2 separate regions of the Mus musculus genome follow, and region 1 is linked to region 2. A link is a contact called in public HiChIP or PLAC-seq data. All regions are on one chromosome and are shown on one strand. The core of a region is the stretch at or near the end of the contact, and the rest is flanking DNA. Distances in the headings are between cores, read along the strand shown. Region 1 overlaps Gm19345 (predicted gene, 19345). Region 2 overlaps Ppp1r13l (protein phosphatase 1, regulatory subunit 13 like).

Region 1 (5,453 bases), core at 254-2,753, 480 kb after region 2:
GAAAATTCTCACAAGGTGTGGATTGTGTCTCCGCCATCAGATTGGGACATTCTAGATTTTTCAATCAAGTTTGGGACCCAAGATTAAGATTCCCTAGAAGGTGGGAGTTTCTGTCTCCTCCATCAGACTGAGAAATTGTGGACTATTGGGAGTGGAACATTCTAATCAAGTTGAAGATGCCCAAAGTTGGGAATAATTGTCTCTGATAGAAAAATTTCATAGAAAGTGGGAAGATTGTACTCCCCCATCAGATTTGACATGTTCCCAAAGTGGGACTTGTGTCTCCCCCATCAGACTATGAAATTTAAAGTAGTGTCATGTCTCCTAATGACCTGGAAATTCTTTCACCTTGTGCCTCCTCCCTTTGACTAGACAGTTTTATGTCTCCCACACCAATGCCAGGGAGCCCAGAGAACGTGAGGCATTGCCTCTTCTCTTTGATTGGCAGCTTCACTGATCCCTCTGAGGTCAGAGAAAGACCATGCCTCCTCCATCACCTCAGCTTGTTTCCCAGGTGGGATAACAGCCATGTCTCTGTCTCGATCTCAGCACCTGCCACAGGATTCCTGGCAGCTTTTGGGGAAGCAGTTTTGGAAGTGTTACATTAGGCACAGCCTGCACCTACCTTCAGACCTTGGATACCCCCCATGTTGGCCCTGAGGTCATCTGGTCCACCCTGTTTCCAGCCAAGGTCCCTCACAGGTAAGACAGGAGGCACACTTACCTTTGCGACAGTCATCTTTGCTCTGCGTGAAAGAGGGTCCATCCCCACCCTTTGCATGAGACCCAGCCTGTTAGTGGAGGAAGAAGGGAGGGAGGAGGGGGTGGACGATTCCCACTGTCCCCAAGGGACAATGGCCATTTGAGAAGAAACCCAGCTAGAATGAATGAGACATTTTTTCCCCCTTGAGACAAGGTCTCATGTAGTCCAGGCTAACTTTGAACTGTCTGTGTAGCTAAGGATGTCCTTGAACTCCTGATCCTCTTGCCTACACCACTATACATCTGCTGTAAAATGAGAACTTGATGTTCAAAGCCGCTATTCTTGGGGCATGAGCTCTGTTCCCTCAGCACCACAACCCCCCATGCATGGAACAGAGGTGTGAAGAAAGTGCTTCTGGTGTGTGGTTTTCCAGCTGTGGTGTGTGTGTGTGTGTGTGTGTGTGTGTGTGTGTGTGTGTGTGTGTGTGAGAGAGAGAGAGAGAGAGAGAGAGAGAGAGAGAGAGAGAGAGAGAACACTCGCATGGGCACTCGAGCATGCCCACATCCTATCTAGACTAATTGATGCACACAATCTAGTTGGCAGAAGGTTTGTGTGCCTTGGGTTGGGCAGGGCTCTCAGCAGCGAGTGCCTTTTTACTATGTGGGGCAATTACATGGAAGGACAGGGACCCTGGTGTCCCACTCTGTCACCCCACAAGATGGGGACTTGGGCTCATTTGTCACTCCGTCTGACCTCAAGGCAGAGGATATGAGTCACCATTTCTTTCCTATGCAATAGGCTTTGCCTGCCTCTTTCCGCACCTAGACAAGACAGGGCAATCTGATACGCCACCGTGTCACAACTGGCCAATGAGTGTGCTGGGAATCCAATTATTTTCTGGAAAATGGCAGCCCAGTCAGCAAAGGCCAGCTGGGCCTCTCTAGAGAGCAGGTGGCTATCAGGCTGGGGCTGACTCACCGGACAGCTTGACTACCACTGAGGCAGAGCCAGACAGCAGCGTCTTGGAGTTCTTAGCGATGCACGTGTACGTGCCCTCATGGGCTGCAGTCATACTGCTGATGTTCAGGTGATCCTGGCCATTCTTCAAGGCCTTTCCATTGAAGGCCCACACGTACTCTGGCTCAGGGCAAGACCGCGCCACACACCACAGGGTGAGGGACATGTTGAAGTCCACTTTAATAGTGCAGCCCGTGCGGGTGGTAGAGTCTTGAAGGATAGCTACTCGTTCAGGGCCGACTGTAGGGCAGGAGGGAGAGACACAGGAGGGGCAGGAGTGGGGTTGGAGGGGACAGAGGCATGCACCTCAGGTCTTCAATCTACCGGATTGGGTCCCTGGGGTTGGCAGGGCTGAGTAGAGGGCAGAAAGAACTTGAGTCTTTCCCAATCACATCTTGACTTCTACCACTGCAATCTTGAGACTCACTTCCCCTCCCGTGAGAACTTGGTTTTTGAGTTTTTTGGTTTTTTGGGTTTTGGTTTGTTTTTTCTTTTGTTTTGTTTTTATCTGTAAAAAAAAAAAAGAATGTGTAGAGCTGGGTGGTGGTGGCACATGCTGTTAGTTCCAGCTCTTGGGAGGCAGAGGCAGGTGGCTCTCTGAGATTAAGGCCAGCCTGGTCTACAGAGTGAGTTCCAGGAGAGCCAAGGCTACACAGAGAAACCCTGTCTCAAAAAAACAAAACAAAACAAAACAAAAACAACCAAACAAAAAGAACCCATGCTTCTAGGTTCTAGGCTTCTTGGGCTCTAGAAATCTTCACCTCTGAGGTTCTAGACTCTCAGATGTTAGAACTTGATTCTAGGGCTCTACTTCTTGTGATTTTAGGCTTGGCAGTCTAGACTCTGGTTCTAGAGTTTCCGGCATCTGGAATACTCTGGTAGTAGGATTCTAGAATTTTAGTTTCTGTACACCGGCCTTACTTTTGAAATTACTGCTATTATTATTATAATTATTATTATTACTTTTTTTTCCTTTGAGAAAGAGCCTCATTATGTAGCCCTGGCTGACATTGAACTCACAGCAATTCACCTGCCTCTGCCTCCTGGATTAAAGGGGTGCCCCACCATGGCTAGGCAACCCCATCATTTGTATTCTCAGGATTTGACACACACAGCTGCTGGCCCAGGAAGTACTGTGTGTTTCTTGTGATGAGCTTTTGTGATGTCCCCGCTGAGCCCTGGGTTCCAATGATGGTTAATGACCCTTTCCAAGCTCAGTGTCCTTGTGTCCATGCTATCCGTTTCCTTAGGCATCTTTCCTTTTTCCTATTTCTTTTCAGACAGGCCTCCATGTAGCACAGGATGACCTTGGACTTAACATGTAGCTGTTGGGGAAGGGTGCTCGGGATCCTGTCTCCATTTCCCTAGGGCTCAGAGGATTGCTGTGCATTTTTGTGGTGTTGCAGATGGAATTTGGTGCACGCCAGACATATGCCATGGCCTGGTCTTCCCTCCACCTCAGGATCTTCCCTCCACCTCCGGATACCTGGGATGGCAGGTGTGTACTCCCTCTCTCATCTACAGGGTCCTACATCGACCTGGATGTATTAGCCATAACCCGTACTTTCATAAAGTAGGCAAGTATATTTTTAGAGGGGCCCTGGCTCCTTCCCCAGCTTGCTTGCTGACTTGCTGTGTAACTGTGGACTTCTCGTCGTGGGCCTCAGTTTCCCCATCTGTGATACCAGGTGCCTTGGAAGACTCACAGTATACCGTCAAGTTCAGTGGCTCGCTGCGGCTGACGCTGACGGGGTTCCACACCTCGCACTGGTAGGCACCTGCCTCCTCCCTGCGGACGCCATGCCGGGTCAGCATCCTGCCATCGGGGGACATGCCCAAGCGGACGGCAACTGGCAGAGCGTCACCATTGAAGAACCAGCGGACCTCAGCGGGGCTGGGGCTGCTACAGACGAGACGAAGGGTATCCCTACGCTCCACCAGCGCAGTGTCGTTGGCCATGACCGTGGGAGGGGCCAGGATCTCTATGGGCGGAGCGAGAGACAGAGGGGGAGGGGAGGGGCACCTCCTGTCCCCGGGCAAGAAGTACCACCAAGCTGTACTTCTGTACCCCCGAGCCATAGTGACAAAGAAGGGCTTTGGAAGACAGTTATCATCCTGGAAGCCAGAATGGAGAAGGTGAGCATTTTTGTGTTGATTTAGGCACCCCCACACCCAACTGTAAAAGCATCTTTAAGAGCTGGCAAGATGGTTCAGTGGGTAAAAGTGCTTGCCACCAAACCTGATGACCTGAGTTTTGATCCCTGGGTTCCACAGGGTAGAAAGAAAGAGCTGACTCTCCGAAGTTGTTCTCTGACTTCCACGTGTATACTGTCACACACAGACACACACAGACAGACACACACACACACACACACACAATGCTATTTTAAAGAATAATTTTTTTCTCTTTTGTTCCTCAAAGGAGGGTGAGGATGAGGAAGAGAGTGGAAAGTCCCGGAGATGTCAGAGGGGGTGGCTCACCATAGACCTGCATGTGTCCGTAGCCCACCTCCGTCTGAAACTGCCTGTTAAGAGTCTGCAGGATGTAGGTGCCTGTGTGCCCAGGTAAGGCACCATGGATATCAAGGCTGCCATCAGGACGGACAGCTTCCCGCCCTGTGTGGGCTGGTCCGGGGGTCTCATCACCAGTGCTGACAATGTAACTGGCCACCAGGAAGGTCAGGCTGAGCGTAGGCCCTGCGTACCAATTGTAGGCAAGCAGTTCCCCTGAAAGCCCATGGACTACCAGCGTGACATTGTCCCCCTCTGCAGGTTGTGCAGGCTCGGGGGTGATGGAGATCTCGGCCCCAGTGTTCAGGATCCAGGCTGAGAAGGAACAGAAGGGGCAGAATTGACCTCATTTGACAGGAGGTGAAAAGCTCACAGGGGGACATCCCCAGTGTCTACAAGGTCAGACAAAAGAAAGATTTGTGCCTTCTATACCCACACTTCTCCTGAGATAAAACCTAGAACCTTACTCTTGCTAGGTATGCCCCAGCCCCTCTCTGGGAGATTCTAGGCAGGGGCTCTACCACTGAGCCACACCCCCAGCCCCTCTCTGGGGGATTCTAGGGAGGGGCTCTACCACTGAGCCACGCCCCCAGCCCCTCTCTGGGGGATTCTAGGCAGGGGCTCTACCACTGAGCCACGCCCCCAGCCCCTCTCTGGGGGATTCTAGGCAGGGGCTCTACCACTGAGCCACGCCCCCAGCCCCTCTCTGGGGGATTCTAGGCAGGGTCTCTACCACTGAGCCATGTCCCCAGCCCCTCACTGGGGGGTTCTAGGAAGAGACTCTACCATTCAGCCCCAGCCCCTGCCACCTGGCCTGATGCCTTGCCTAGCCATTACTCTGCAGAGCAAGGTGGGACACCAAGTTTTCCATTAGAGGCACCAGGCTGAGACTCAAACAGGTCTCTCCACTCATGTAGCCAACTGTGTCTGTGACCTCATGCAAACATCAGGGCCTGTCCAAGTCTTTCACCCCAGCTTGGGGTGCTCATTCTGTATGCCCAAGGACCCCCCACATAGAGAGCAGAGATCTGTGAAGTACCTCCCTCTTTTTCAGTTTCCTTCCTGTCCTTTTCCTTAATCCCCTCACCCCACCCCCACCCCATCCCCTCTGTCTATGGCCCCAGATGCTGGCTTCAAGCTTGACATATGGCTAGGGATAACCTTGAATTTCTGATCTCTCTGTCTTCACCTCTCGAGTGGTGAGATTCCGGGCACACAGCGC
Region 2 (5,992 bases), core at 2,820-5,319:
TGGATTCTGAATTCCGTTAAGTTGTCCGTCAAAATTAATCACCGCAGTGGCTTTGTGGATTCTTGCTTGTCTCTTTCTTTGTTTTGTTTAGCTCAGCGGTTCTCACCCTTCCTAACGCTTCAACCCTTTACACAAGTTCTTCATGTTGTGGTGAACCCCCAACCATAAAATTATTTTCGTTGCTACTTCATAACTGTAATTTTGCTACGGTTATGAATCGTAATGTAAATATCTGTGTTTTCCGATGGTCTTAGGAGAACGCTGTAAAAGGGTCATTTGACCCCCACAGGTTGAGAACCACTGCTGTAGCCCAAGCTGTCCTTAAACACAATGCAACCCTCCTGCTTCAACTGCCCAAGTGCTGAGATTGTGGACATGGACTACCATGCCTGGCTTACAGAAATAATTGCTGTTAAGAGCACCCGGTCCATGGCTTCCTAGCTTCCTCTAAGATCTCAGGGCTCAAGATTCCAAAGCCACAGGATTCCCTGATAGTTGTAAAGGACCAATAATTCACAAGGACCAAGACAGCCCTCCCCGGGTTGCATGGGTCTATTTTCTCCTTTGAGCTAGCTGTGGGCGGGCTGGTGTCGCTGAAGCCCCTCCCTGTCGTCGTCCCCCCCCCCCCTCCAGGAGATGCGCTCAGTACTGCGCAAAGTGGGGTCCCCGCGCAAGGCCCGGCGTGCTCGCCTCAATCCACTGGTGCTGCTGTTGGATGCAGCGCTGACTGGAGAGTTGGACGTGGTACAGCAGGCGGTGAAGGAGGTGAGGCGTCCCTTCCACCATTCCCTCAGGTTTGGAGAGCACTTGGGTGGGTGGGGGCGGGGGGACAGGCGGGGCTGAATCCTCCTCCCCCTGGTGTTCCCAGATGAACGACCCAAGCCAGCCCAACGAGGAGGGCATCACCGCCCTGCACAATGCCATCTGCGGTGCCAACTACCCCATCGTGGACTTCCTCATCGCTGCGGGCGCCAACGTCAACTCCCCTGACAGCCACGGCTGGTGAGCCCCCACCGTGCACCTGTGGGGAGGCGGGTGGGACCTTGGCTCAGAAGTAGGATGGTGCTGCTGGCTGGGACCTCCCTCTCACTTATCCTCTTGCCACCAGGACGCCACTGCATTGTGCCGCTTCCTGCAATGACACTGCCATCTGCACAGCATTGGTGCAACATGGTGCGGCCATCTTCGCCACCACTCTCAGTGACGGCGCCACCGCCATCGAAAAGTGCGACCCTTACCGCGAGGGCTATGCAGACTGTGCCACCTACCTGGCAGGTGCGAGGCTGAAGTGGTGGTGAGGGGTAGGGGCTGGCAGATGCAAGCAGGTGGGTGGGGACGTGGGAGCCCAGTCATTCAGAGTGTACAACTCACCTGCATTCTGCCTGAGGGACAGGTGGCAGGGATATACCAAATAAACTGTCCAGCTGTAGCCCCTGCACACTTGTAATCCTAGAGAGACCCGGACTCAAGAACAAAAGCAAACAAAAGGAAGAGTAGTATGGCACATGACCAGTCTGCAGGGAAGCTACTTAGAGGCTGGAACACTTGTAGCTATGCCTGAGTTCTTGTCAGGTCTCTCCAGGCCCCAGGCTAAACTGCCTCAATGGGACAGCCAAGATACGTTGCATCAGAGGCTTGCCCATAGTCTCTGCTGAACTTAGAGAGAGGCAGATTGCATTGCATCATACGTTGACATTAGGGGTCATGGAGCAGGATTTAACACTGTACAGGTGGGGATGGGGCCTGAGGTGCAGGCCCATTCCTGAGGTTGGCTCATGAGTCGGAGACCAGTGGGAGTTATGTATAAAGAACCTGTCTTCAAAAAAGGCCGTGGGGTAGATATAGCTCAGCAGTAGAGTGCTTGCTTAGCATGACTTAGGCCCCGAGTTCTATCCCCAGTTCTGCAGAAATAGGGTGTGGTGGTGCACCCCTGTAATACCACAGCCTGAGAGATGGAGTCAGAAAGACCAGAAGTTCAGGGCTATCCTTGACTATGTACCTAGTTTGAGGCCAGCCTGATATACATTAAGCCCTACCTATCTTTACAAATATGTGTGTGTGTGCATGTGTGTGTGTGTGTGTGTGTGTGTGTATTTCAAAGAGAGAGATGAGGGCCAAACGAGATCATTCAGCAGTGAAAAGCCCTGGCTCTCTTCTAGAGGCCGAGTTCATTTCTCAGCACGGACATGGTGGCTCACAGCTATTTATAACTGGTTCCACGGGATCCAGTGCCCTCTTCTGGTGTGCAGATATTCATGCAAATAAAACACCTGTCTACATAAAATATATAAATAAGCAAACCATTTTGTTTGTTTGTTTTTGTTTTCCAAAACAGGGTTTTTCTGTGTAGCCTTGGCTATCCTGAAACTCACTTTGTAGACCTTGAGATCCTCCTGCCTCAGCCTCTGAGGTCTGGGATTAAAGTTGTGCACCACCACACCTGGCTAATAAGCAAATCATTAAAAAAAAACCAAAAAACAAAAAACAAGAGGGGCTGGGTAGTAGTGGTGTACGGCTTTTGATGCCAGCACTTGGGAGGCAAAGGCAGGTGGGTGTCTGAGTTCCAGGCCAGAGCTAGTTCCAGAATAGCCAGGGCTACATGGAAAACCCTATCTTGAAAAACCAACCTCCAGCCCCCAAAGAGGGAGATGATAGCCAGCCATTGAGTGAAGGTAGGTTGCCCATTTTGACACACCAACAGCCCTCAAATGTTAGAGAGAGCATCTCACTGCTATCCACTGGCAGAGGCAAAAACAGCTTTCCCGGTGTCTCATTTCTGTGCTGGAGCAGGGGCGGCACCTGACCCCATCCTTCCTGTGGCTGCGTTCCTGGGCCCGGTCCTGACTACCATATTTTTTTCTGTGTTTTCAGACGTGGAACAAAGCATGGGACTGATGCACAATGGCGTTGTGTATGCACTCTGGGACTACAGCGCAGAGTTTGGGGATGAGCTGTCTTTCCGAGAGGGCGAGTCAGTCACTGTGCTGCGGAGAGATGGGCCAGAGGAGACTGATTGGTGGTGGGCCTCACTGCACGGCCAGGAAGGCTATGTGCCGCGCAACTACTTCGGGGTGAGCCCAGAGGCTACCTGGCGGGAGTTCCCTATTAATGGGTTGGGCCAAGCTGATCTGTTATCCTAGCACTTTGGAGGCTGAGGCAGGGGGGTTGCCGAGAGTTCAAGGCATGACCTCTTATAGGTTCCCCCACATCTTTCTGCTCTTGCCTGGCTGGTGCTTGTTCTGATGTTTTGATTGGTCCTAGGTGGGGCTGGTGGTTAGATGGTGGCCCCCTTCTTAGGGGTAGGATAGGTGCTGCTGGGCTCCTGGTGTCTGATAGTTCTCTTTCCTTAGCTCTTCCCTAGAGTGAAGTCTCAGCGGAGCAAAATCTAGTAGGCATGAAGGATGATTGTAAAGGAGAAAAGTACAAGCCAGCCCGCCTTCCACCCGGACCTGCCCGATCCAGCTAGCTAATCTGCGCCGCTGCTCTCCAGAGGGCACCGGAAATTCTCTGCTCCCTGAGAGGCTCAAGGGAGGGCGGCCCCAGACTGAAGATTAGGAAGCTGCCTTAAGCATTGGGGTGAGGTGGGGCTGGGGACCCTTGCAGGCAAGATCTCCCACCCTGCCCCCAACATACCCACGTGCCCAGTCAGATCTGGTTTTAAGTGCCTCCTACTGGCAGCAAGCCACTGCACTATCCTAGCTGAGCCAGGGAGGCTACCCACCCCTTCATTTCTCTCTGAGTCCTTTCCTCCTCTCTCCCAGAAGTCCCCATTCTGCTCAGCAGCCCCCATTCTTCCCAGAAGCTTAGGGCCTGTGTGAGGACCCCATGTCCCCAACCAAGTGCCTTCATACCATGTGGCTTAATGTTTATAATGACATGGGAAACATTTCCTTTATAAATAAAGGTTGTTTACCCAGAAATGAACATCATTTTGATTCTGTTCAGACAACATGACTGCTGTCCGTGTTGGTTAGTTTTCATCAACTTGACACAAACCTAGACACAAACCTAGACACAAACCTAGACAGAATAGTTCTCACAGGTTTGTCTCACGCATGAGTCCAATACTTTAATTTTCTTGTTAGTTTTGTGAGTCAGCGTCTTGTTATGTAGGCCGTGGCCTGGAACCTGCTTTTTCCTCTCAAGTGCTGGCACTGAAGATGAACACCACCATGTCCAATCTTTTTTATTTAGAAACAGGATATTATGTTTGGTTTAGGTGAGCTTTTTTTTTTTTAATTTTTTATGTATTTATTTATTTATTTTATGTATATGAGTACACTAGGGCATTGGATCCACATCATAGGGCTGTGAGTCACCATGTGGATGCTGGGAATTGAACTTAGGACCTCTGGAAGAGCAGCCAGTTCTCTTAACATCTAAGTCATCTCTCCAGCCCGTTAGGCGAGCTTTAAACCTGAAATCCTGTGTCTCTGACCCTGTAGGAGCTTGAAGGGACGGATAGGTGCCACCATGATCAGCTACTATTAATTATTAATTAGTTAATCTAGCAAAAAAAAAAAAACAAAGAAAGCCATCTTAATCGTGTGACATTAGCAAGTCATACAAATAAAAAGGGACCAGTGAATAGAATTGTTTAAAAAGGGAAATAAAGAAAGAAAAATAAAAAGGTCTGGTTCCACCTCCCCCAAGCCCATCTTCAGGGTCCTAACATGAGGTTTAAGTTTAGAAAGCAAGAGGTATGTATTATTAGCCAAGCAGTGGTGGCGAACATCTTTAATCCCAGCACTCAGGAGGCAGAGGCAGGCAGATCTCTGTGATTTCAAGGCCAGCCTGGTCTACAAAGCAAACTGCAGGACATTTGTAACATGAAATCCAAGAGCTGCCAAGATGGCTCAGCAGGTAAGCACACTTGCCAAGCCTGCAGCCCTCGTTCAAGCCTCAGGATCCAAGGAATGATGGAAGGAAAGAAGCTATTCCTGAAAGTTGTTCTCTGATAAGCACAGCGAATGCGTATGGAGCAAATACATAAATAAAACCATGTGGCTAATACATTTTTTTTAAAAAGGGTAATTTAAAAAAGAAAGAAAATGGGGTTGGAATGACAGCTCGGTGATTAAGAGCTGTCTTCAGACACACCAGAAGAGGGCATATTGGATCCCATTACGGATGGTTGTGAGCCACCATGTGGTTGCTAAGAACTGATCTCAGACACTCTGGAGGAGCAAGCAGCCAGTGCTCTTAACCGCTGAGCCATCTCTCCAGCCCCAGCTTTGAACTCTGTCTCTTTTTTTAAAGATTTATTTATTAATTTTATTTATGTGAGTACACTGTAGCTGTCTTCAAACACACACCAGAAGAGGGCATCAGATCCCATTAGAGATGGTTGTGAGCCACCAGGTGGTTGCTGAGAATTGAACTCAGGACCTCTGGAAGAGCAGCCAGTGCTCTTAACCACTGAGCCATCTCTCCAGCCCGAGGGCACTGTTACTCTTGCAAAGGATCTGGGCTTGATTTCCAGCACCTGCGTGATGGCTCACAGCCACCAATAGCTCCAGTGTCAGGGGATCTGATGCCTTCCGACCTCTGAGGGCACCAGGTACACACTTGATGCACATACATGCATGGGGCAAAACCCTCACACACACATCAAAAATAAAATAGTTAATTCAAAAAGAAAGAAAGGGGGCTGGAGAGATGGCTCAGTGGTTAAGAGCACCGACTGCTCTTCTGAAGGTCCTGAGTTCAAATTCCAGCAACCACATGGTGGCTCACAACCATCTGTAATGAGATCTGACACCCTCGTCTGGTGCATCTGAAGACAGCTACAGTGTACTTAGTATAATAATAAATACATCTTTAAAAAAGGAAGAAAGGAAGCCGGGCGTGGTGGCACACGCCTTTAATCCCAGCACTCGGGAGGCAGAGGCCGGTGGATTTCTGAGTTCGAGGCCAGCCTGGTCTACAAAGTGAGTGCCAGGACAGCCAGGACTACACAGAGAAACCCTGTCTTGAAAAACCAAACCAAAAA

What was found. HiChIP or PLAC-seq counts read pairs in DNA pulled down with a chosen protein or histone mark.
Region 1: a contact with region 2 is called in an HNF4G HiChIP or PLAC-seq map of pancreatic cancer cells. The contact joins two enhancer-like sites. A contact is called at or near these places in 2 of 115 datasets of contacts at active chromatin or transcription factors (bone marrow-derived macrophages and pancreatic cancer cells) and 1 of 9 other capture datasets (pancreatic islet).

The regions. Positions count from the first base shown.
Region 1 is chr7:19,854,393-19,859,845 of GRCm38.p6, forward strand. It overlaps Gm19345 (predicted gene, 19345), which reads left to right. Exons shown (of 4, transcript NM_001270489.1): 2 at 550-702; 3 at 3,127-3,218; 4 at 3,409-3,963. The coding sequence ends at 3,494. It overlaps Ceacam16 (carcinoembryonic antigen-related cell adhesion molecule 16), which reads right to left. Exons shown (of 6, transcript NM_001033419.2): 2 at 4,202-4,546; 3 at 3,427-3,702; 4 at 1,682-1,960. Among named protein-coding and RNA genes, the nearest start is that of Ceacam16, 4.2 kb to the right of the region's middle. Within about 2 kb of position 1,504, at least 21 of the 459 cell types and tissues checked have an H3K27ac peak or open chromatin away from gene starts, as enhancers often do. A contact at or near this core is called in pancreatic cancer cells, where this site is marked.
Region 2 is chr7:19,374,617-19,380,608 of GRCm38.p6, forward strand. Ppp1r13l (protein phosphatase 1, regulatory subunit 13 like) reads left to right here. Exons shown (of 13, transcript NM_001010836.3): 9 at 634-765; 10 at 869-1,002; 11 at 1,109-1,275; 12 at 2,872-3,071; 13 at 3,351-3,917. The coding sequence ends at 3,389. Among named protein-coding and RNA genes, the nearest start is that of Ercc2, 4.4 kb to the right of the region's middle. Within about 2 kb of position 4,070, at least 11 of the 459 cell types and tissues checked have an H3K27ac peak or open chromatin away from gene starts, as enhancers often do. A contact at or near this core is called in pancreatic cancer cells, where this site is marked.